Linked DNA regions of Capra hircus: region 1 is linked to region 2. Evidence: chromatin contacts called from public Hi-C data. All regions are on one chromosome and are shown on one strand. The core of a region is the stretch at or near the end of the contact, and the rest is flanking DNA. Distances in the headings are between cores, read along the strand shown. Region 1 holds the start of WDR88 (WD repeat-containing protein 88). Region 2 holds the start of CEP89 (centrosomal protein of 89 kDa).

Region 1 (4,069 bases), core at 579-3,078, 150 kb before region 2:
TGTAGTGCAACTCTCTAATCTGCTATACCCCAATACAAAATAAAAGGTTAAAAAAAAAAGAACAAGGATGCTGTTTATTAATATGGAAAGAAAAATTGTTAAACCAATTGCAGAAGATGTCTAAGGTACCCTTCCATTTATGTTAAAACAAAAAAGGAAAGGATCAGAATACACTTGTGGGTATGTGCATAAAATACTTCTTTAAGGATATAGAAGGAACTAGAAACATTTGTTGTCTCTGTAGAGGGAAAGGGGGTAGTTGGGGAGGCATGGGTGCTACAGAGACTGTTAACTGAAAAAACAATTGAACAAAACACTTTTTATATCTATTGAATTTGATCTTGAGGATATTCTATGGACAACAGAAGTAAAACACAACTCCTATGACCTTCTCTAATTTTACTTAAAAATCAGAATAACTATCACAAATAAGTTAAACAAAGCACTGGTACAGCCTGTGCTTTCTCTTCAAGCAGACTTCCCCATGGAGATCCCAATGCACCCCTGCAGGGGGTGCTGACGGAGGCAGTCAGCCATTCAACAGATCCAACTGTGGACTTGGCTCCGAGTTCCTCTGACATTGCAGAAACCTCCATTTCAGTTTGACCCCAGGCTTTTCCATCTGTCTGGGGACAGCCTTGCTCCTTCATACAGTTCAGGCATTGGCCACCTGTAGCTTATGTGTCCCTCCAATCTTGCATTGAACTTGACCATCTCTTGCCACATGAACCCTCCATTCTTTCTTCACCCCAGAGACATATCCTTGTCTCCTTCTCTATTTCCCCTACCCCACCCCCAACACCTCTTATATATGTAGGGTTGACCAGAAAGTTCATTCAGCTTTTTCTGTAACTTCTTATGGAAAAACCCAAACAAACTTTCTGGCCAACCCAATGTATCGATTTTTCTGCATCTCCCCTGCATTCCGCCTTACTTTTCTCTCATCCTTATTGTTCCTTTATACTTTTTCTCGGAGAATCCCATGTGCTGGTTTTCTAATTTTCTGTTTCAGTTCTCTGATCTGATTTTTTAAACCTCCGGGGAGGATTTTGGCTTTGAAAATCCTCTTTTTCACCCCCAAGAATTCTCCCTGTCCTGTTCACAGATTATTTCCTCTTCCCAGCCAATAGCCTTCTTTTCTAGCAATGCATTGTCTCTCAACTAGCACTTAGAATACACAATAGTGTTGTCGGGTTTTTATTCCTGTATTTTATTGCTATTTGCGGTTGCTTCTAGTGCTGTTTCCTGGGTGACAGGGCTCTTTCAATCCCCCCAGGGCATGCACTTGGGAGTGTTGCCCTGGGGACATTTGAGGGGCTCAGAGTCCCACAGGGTCTGGGTTGAGTCGGGTCCTCTTTCCCAGCATGGTTTCCTGAGCTGCCCCGCCTCTCCTCCGGTTGCCCCACTGCAGGGGCTTGGTCCTCTAGGTCCCCTTCCTGCACTTGAGCTCTCAGCCACTATTGGGAGCAAGCCACAGCCCCTCCCCTTGGGGGCGGTTCTTACCTTGGAGAGGGGCTCCTGGTCACCCCATAACACCTTCTGGGTCATCCAGGGCATCCAAAGAGTATCGGGTGGTGGCGATTCATCACCTACGGCCAGGGGGTTAAGCGAGGGCAGCAGCCGGCTGCGCCGCACCTGCAGGAGCGATAGCCTGAAGCGGCCACAAGCCCTAACCACATCTACCCAGGGCAGCTTGCTGGACCGGCGATGTGTAACGTCGCGGATATGGAGCAAGGAGAGCGGCAAGTTACTTTTCCGGGGTGTCTCCTTCCCATCCTCGCCGGATTTTTTTGAGGAGCCGGGGGTACCCGGGGACTGGGAGGCCATCTCGGAGCCCAGCCTGGCCACGAACGGTGGCGCCACGCGCCCCCGCCCCCACCTTGGGACCCACGCGCCCTCCCTGCGCCCGGCGATCTCACTGCCTCCTCTCACCCCGCAGCATGGGTTACTCCCAGGAAAATGGGCTTCGAGTTTCTGGGCACAAAAGGAATGAGGCCAAATGTGTGAAACCGTTTGTAGGGGCTCCTGGACAACGCACCTCATGTTCTACAACAGAGAAATGACCCATAAGGTATAGAATGTACCCTGGATTAATTAAGACGCAGCTGGTAGGGGTGGGTACACACAACATATAAGGGCATGAAGGAAGTATGTCATAATGCTAGTGAAAAACCAAAGAACAAAATGTCACCACTTGTCCTGGAGCAGACTCAGTGCTAGAAAATGACTGTGTGAAATTAGAACAAAAGAGCAACGGCGTCATCTCTGGGGTGAAGAAGTGCCTTTCTTCTTTCATTTTTCACAATTCTGATCGTTCTATGATGTTACTTTGATAATGGAAAAAAAACTATTTACTTTTTCATTTTTTAAAAAATATTTACTTTGCTAGTTTTGGCTGCATCAGGTCTTAGTTGCCCCACAGTATGTGGGATCTTAGTTCCCTGACCAGGAATCAAACCCATGTCCCCTGCATTGGAAGGCAGGTTCTCAACCCCTGGACCAGGAGAGAAGTATCCCCTTCTCTCTTCTCTTTTGTGTGTTTGTTTGTTTGTTTTTAACATGGACCATTATTTTAAAGTCTTTATTGAATTTGTTACAATACTGCTTTTTCTTTTTAATGTTTTCTGGTCATGAGGTACATGGGATTTTGACTCCCTGGCCCAGGAATCGAACCCACACCCCCTTGCATTGGAAGGCTAAGTCTTAACCACTGGATGGCCAGGGAAGTCCCCTGCTGCTGCTGCTGCTAAGTCGCTTCAGTCGTGTCCAACTCTGTGCGACCCCATAGATGGCAGCCCACCAGGCTCCCCCATCCCTGGGATTCTCCAGGCAAGAACACTGGAGTGGGTTGCTATTTCCTCCTCCAATGCATGAAAGTGAAAAGTGAAAGTGAAGTCGCTCAGTCATGTCTGATGCGTAGTGACTCCATGGACTGCAGCCCACCAGGCTCCTCCGTCCATGGGATTTTCCAGGCAAGAGTACTGGAGTGGGTGTCATCGCCTTTTCCAGGGAAATCCCCTGCAACAGAGCAGGGACCCAGAGCTACAGTGAAAACACCTGGAGCTTGTGCGATCCCAGATGTGGGCACACACTCTTCCACTCTTGGTCCCAGTGCCTTCCTCAGATACTTTGGTGGCTTCTTCCTGAAGAGGCTGAGGCCACCTGCCCGGATCCTGGGGCTGTGCCGCCCACTGGGCTCCTGGCTCCCAGCACCAACCATGGGAGGGAAGGAACCACACCCCCCAGGAAAACAAGAATGGGAAAGCGACCTCCCTGCTCCCATACGATTCCTTAGGTAAGTCAGACTCTCCTTATCTGAACCTAGCTTTCTTTACCACAAAACCAGAGAAAAGCCTTCACTTTTCATTTCTTTTTAAAAAGTTTCAGGGAATGAAAATCAAGAAGAAAATAGAAAAACACCATTTTAATTAAACTGTACAGTCTGAATTTCTTTCTCTGACACTAACAGAAGTTAAAAATAGAAATCAATTTCAGCAAACTTCCAAGGCAGGCTTTGAAATGTCAAGGTTTAAAAAAAAAATTATTTCACAGCATGAATTTACATATAAATACAATCTGTACAATGTATTAACTGAATGATCAATGAACTTCCATCCTGGAGGAGATCTGGTATTAGGACAGGCAGGGGCAGAATTCAATTACTGCCTCCTTAGTGGAAGACGCTTCAGCCTGCAAGAGGAAATAGAGAGAGTTAGATACAAATAGAAAAACTAGATGGTTCAGTGGGGGAGGAATATGAAAATGCCAGGCCTTTCCCTGAATCAAAGTGGCACAAAATACAGAGAGTGACCCACACCATGAAAGAAAGCAGCATTTAATCTGCACTCTTAAGATTCTGTTCCCCCCGAAACACACAGAGAGACTCACCACCTCTTATGTTAAGACCCATTTATAAAAGCAAGTTTTAATCCTGGTTTCACTTACCTATCTCATGTATGACCCTCGGGAAGGAACTAAAAAAACAAAAAACCATGCTTGCTCTGGGGCCAAAAGCTCCTGAGCTGCCAGTCTTAAACTCAGCTTTGAGCACACAAGAATGTTCATGGCA
Region 2 (3,986 bases), core at 831-3,330:
GGTGGGAGGGGGGTGGGAGGAAGGATAAAACAGGATCTTAAGATTAACATACACACACCACTATATAGTGTATGTACAACCAACAAGGAACTGTATAGTATGGGACCTGAACTCAAAATTCTATGATAATCTATATGAGAAAAAATATCTCAAAAAGAATGAATGTATGTGTAACTGAATCACTCTGCTATGTACCTGAAACATAACACTGTAAATCAACTATATTCCAATAAAATTAAAAAGAAAGTTCCCCAGGAAATTCTAATGTACAACCATGCTGAATAATCAATGAGGACAATGGAAACCACTAGGTTAAAAAGAAACAGCACATGAACTTGCAGACAGAATTTCTGATGCTGAACAGAGGATACGGAGGGATGAGGCTAAGGAGCCACTAACTGACAACGTCACCAACTTAAATGCAGAACAGTGCACGAAGGAGTCATCATAGCCTGAGAGGTTAAAATCAGGTCTCCAACTTGTTCACCTTGTTATATGCTTGCCTAGACAGGGCAGTGTTCCTGCCTGGAGAATCCCAGGGACGGCCGTCTCTGGGGTCGCACAGAGTCGGACGACTGAAGTGACGCAGCAGCAGCAGCAGCAGACAGGGCAGCAAGCTCAGCTAGCTGCAGAGGGAGCTTCTGAGCTTAAATTCATCAAAAAGGTTTTAGAAACCAATCCAGAGATGGATAAAGACTGGCTTCATGGATTGTACAGATAATAAGGGCAGGTGTCAGAAAAGGATCCAGGAAGATCAGTCAAAAGTCCTAAACCAGGGCTACTGTGGAGGAGTAGGAATGGGTACTTACCAACTGAATAATGAGGCAGGATGCTTCCATCTGGCTGGCTACTGGAAGCAACACCATCCCAAGATCCAGAACAGTAAACTTCTGTACAGCTGGAAAATACTGTTCACTCATCTGCGTTTTTTCAACTACCACAATCCCTTGAAGTTTATTGGACTTCAAAATTTAAAAAAAAGGAAAGAAACAGGAAACTATTCTGTAACAAAATTCCATTCAAGATAAAGCAGCTATCCAAGGGTGCAATTGCCAATGGTTTTATACAGATTATTCCAAGGGAGGGGGAAGAAGTCCATTTGTTTAACTCAGTACTTACATTTCTAACCCGAACAAGTCTCTTTCTGTAGCCATTTCCTGCCACCAACTCAGCTTCGGTGATATAAAGAATGCAGGATTTGCTAGATAAGTAAAAATCTACCGGTGTCAGGCCATCCTCAAAAACGAGTTTAATTTTCCCTTAAAACACAGAGAAGAAAGTAAGTTCCGTGTTCATTAGATGAAAACACGGCAATAGATGGAACTTTTTAAAAAGCAGGATGAGATGAAAGAGGGCTTGTTCAGAGGGAGCCCACTGACCTTGCATTCCCTGTGCCAGCTGCGAACCGCGCCATTTCTCATTGGCCACAATGTGCCCAAATGGTACATGCATGGGGCCAGTGCCATCAGGGGGGTTGCCTTCCATCAGCGGCCTCGATCTAATGAAGGGAATGCAAGACGGCACTTAAGCAGTTTCTCTAGGACACAGCCCATTTCACTCGAAGCCCGGGCCTCTTTGGCAGGAGCCCGACTGCAGAGTGTTCTTTAAAAGGCTGGATTACAGGCCAAAGTTTAAGAACCAGGAGATTCCTGTCCTGGAAGAAGCGTCCTTTATTTCCGTCACCTGTCTTGCCCCTGAAACCCTGGCTCGGTCCGCGCCGTGGTTTCTTAGTCCAGTCCAGGGCGGGGGCCGAGCTGGCCACCTCGGCACCAGGTCTGGGTTTTCCGCAACATTACCTGCTGAGCGACACATCCGGGGTGCCTCCGGAAAGCCTCGCTACTCTCTCATCTTGCCCGCCCTCCGCCTCCTCCGGCACCGGATAGGCTATAGCCTCAGAGATCGACATCTGATCTGACCAATAAGAGAATGGACAGCGAGGCCCTTGTGAGGATTTGCGTGGTACTCACTGGTTGCCAAGAGCGACGGACGTGAAGTAACCTCCTCTATGATTGGTCGGAGCAAAAGCGGAGCCAATGGCAGACGTAGTTGTTGCGAAGTCCGTAGCTGAGAAAAGGCGTCTGGGGCTAGGCCAACTCGAGGGATTGGCAGACTTTAGGGAGTGGTCCTCACCTCCGATCTTCCGTGCAGTCCAGTAAGGGTCTGGCCATCAACCACAGCAAGGATGCTCCTGGGGTTTCAGAGAGGCCGCAAGAGGAAGTATGTAAGTATATCTGCACCCAGCCTGCGCTCTGGCCCGTGGGGCCAGGAGTTAAGTGGGGAGGAGTTGGGATTTGGGATGGAGGCAAGATAGCGGCTCAACAGAAGGTGGTTTTCCTTTCGAGAAGCCCAGCTGGTTAGTGTTTAGAACATTAATTTTCTATTCTAGTGTCGGCCTCAGTTGATAGGACTCGCCCTGTCTCGCCTGTAACTTTCGCTTGGGTGTCGGGGAGTTCACTCCTGCCGACGCACTACTGTCTAGTTCCTGATGGGATGTCATTCTGGATTCCTCCCTCTGCCACGTACCACGTACACTCCACCATGTGCATCGACTAGCCATCCCGGTTCCTACCCCGTCCTCCAGCATCTACTTGGACTGCTGCAGCAGCTCCCTTTCCCTATGTCCATTCTTCACAAAGCACCCAAAGGGATTCTTTTAAAATGCAGTTCTGATTCGTGCCTAATGCCCTCAAGCCACACACCTGGACGCTCCAGCTCTTTCCATCTTGCTGTCCTTCAGCCTTTACTTTTTCTTCTGCCTGGAATGCTTCCCTCCAAAACTTCTCGTGGAAATTCTTTCACTGCCTGCACACTCTCCCAGGCTCATTCGTTGACCCCTCTTCCTACTAGGGAGCCTGATACCGACAGTTCTTGCGCCCAACCCCCCCCCCCCCCCCCCGTCTATTTATCCTACCAGTGTACTCATTGCTGTCTTTCCCAGTCCTGATTTCTCATTCCGTGGGTCATCATCATAACCACTACTTTCCACCCAAGTCGCCTTCCTCCTGTGTTTCTTTTTCATACTTGCCTGGTGAACCTCCAAACCTGCTTAGATCCAGTTCTTCATAAACTCAGTACTTTAAATGCAAAGAAAGCATTTTGATAAGGGTACTCCTGAACTCCCTTTCAAATTGGAATTCCTAAAGCATGTCTAACTCAGCTTGCTGTTCTTGGCTGTATGACTTGCTGAAGTCATTTTTTTTTTGGGGGGGTGGGGGCCTGTGCTGGGTTTTCTTGCAAGGGCTGAGGACTTCTCTGGTTGTGGCACGGGGGCTTAGTTGCCCTGAGGCATGTGGGACCTTAGTTCCCTACCAGGGATTGAAACTGCTTCCCCTCCATTGGAAGGAGGACTCTCTACCACTGGACCACCAGGGAAGTCCCCTGAAGTCATTTTAGACAGGTGGATGTTGAGAAGCAGTGAAGGGATAGTTAAAGCATATTTTGCCATTGAAATTTTGCTAACTCAGCATGTTTATTGATGTTTTTATTGTGTTACTGAATTCCTGCTGTGTGTGTGTGCCAGATACCCCACAGTTGATTGAGAGCCTGTGGCCACACTGGCTAAAGGGTAGACAAACCCATAAGTCATTCAGCACAAAATGGTAAGGCAAAAAATGCTCTAGCTGTCGGTGCCAGGGAAGGGGCTGCAAAGTCAGCCCGGAGAGTTGACCCAGGCCTTGCTTGGGAGGAATAAGGAAGGAGAATTACAGGTGGAGAAAACAGCGTATACAAAAACCTGACAAAGGATGAATCATCTGTGTGGAAATGGGAAGGCAGTTTTGAGTGCCACAGCATGGAGATACCCTTCCAGTAGCGATGAGGAGGGCCGGCCATTGCTAGGAACCAGCTGACAGCAGCCTCAGCAGCCTTCTGGGACATGAGAGGACATTTCTCTGTCAACAAGAGAGGGGGGCTGCCCACGGGAGTTTTCATGCTGGGTTGAGATAGGACCATCCTGTGTTTTAGAGACTGGAGGCAGGAGAACCACA

Evidence for each region. Hi-C and Micro-C count contacts between places; a contact is called where the count stands out from the background.
Region 1: a Hi-C map of blood shows a contact between it and region 2, with 2.6 times the contacts expected there. The contact joins the promoter of WDR88 here to the promoter of CEP89 in region 2.

What each region holds. Positions count from the first base shown.
Region 1 is chr18:44,601,454-44,605,522 of ARS1.2, reverse strand. WDR88 (WD repeat-containing protein 88) reads right to left here and starts at 1,828. Exons shown (of 11, transcript XM_005692488.2): 1 at 1,504-1,828. The coding sequence starts at 1,827. It overlaps GPATCH1 (G patch domain-containing protein 1), which reads right to left. Exons shown (of 20, transcript XM_005692246.2): 20 at 3,405-3,690. The coding sequence ends at 3,660.
Region 2 is chr18:44,454,673-44,458,658 of ARS1.2, reverse strand. It overlaps CEP89 (centrosomal protein of 89 kDa), which reads left to right and starts at 2,080. Exons shown (of 19, transcript XM_013971319.2): 1 at 2,080-2,221. The coding sequence starts at 2,183. FAAP24 (Fanconi anemia core complex-associated protein 24) reads right to left here and starts at 1,875. Exons shown (of 5, transcript XM_005692245.2): 1 at 1,797-1,875; 2 at 1,380-1,498; 3 at 1,120-1,259; 4 at 810-962. The coding sequence starts at 1,485.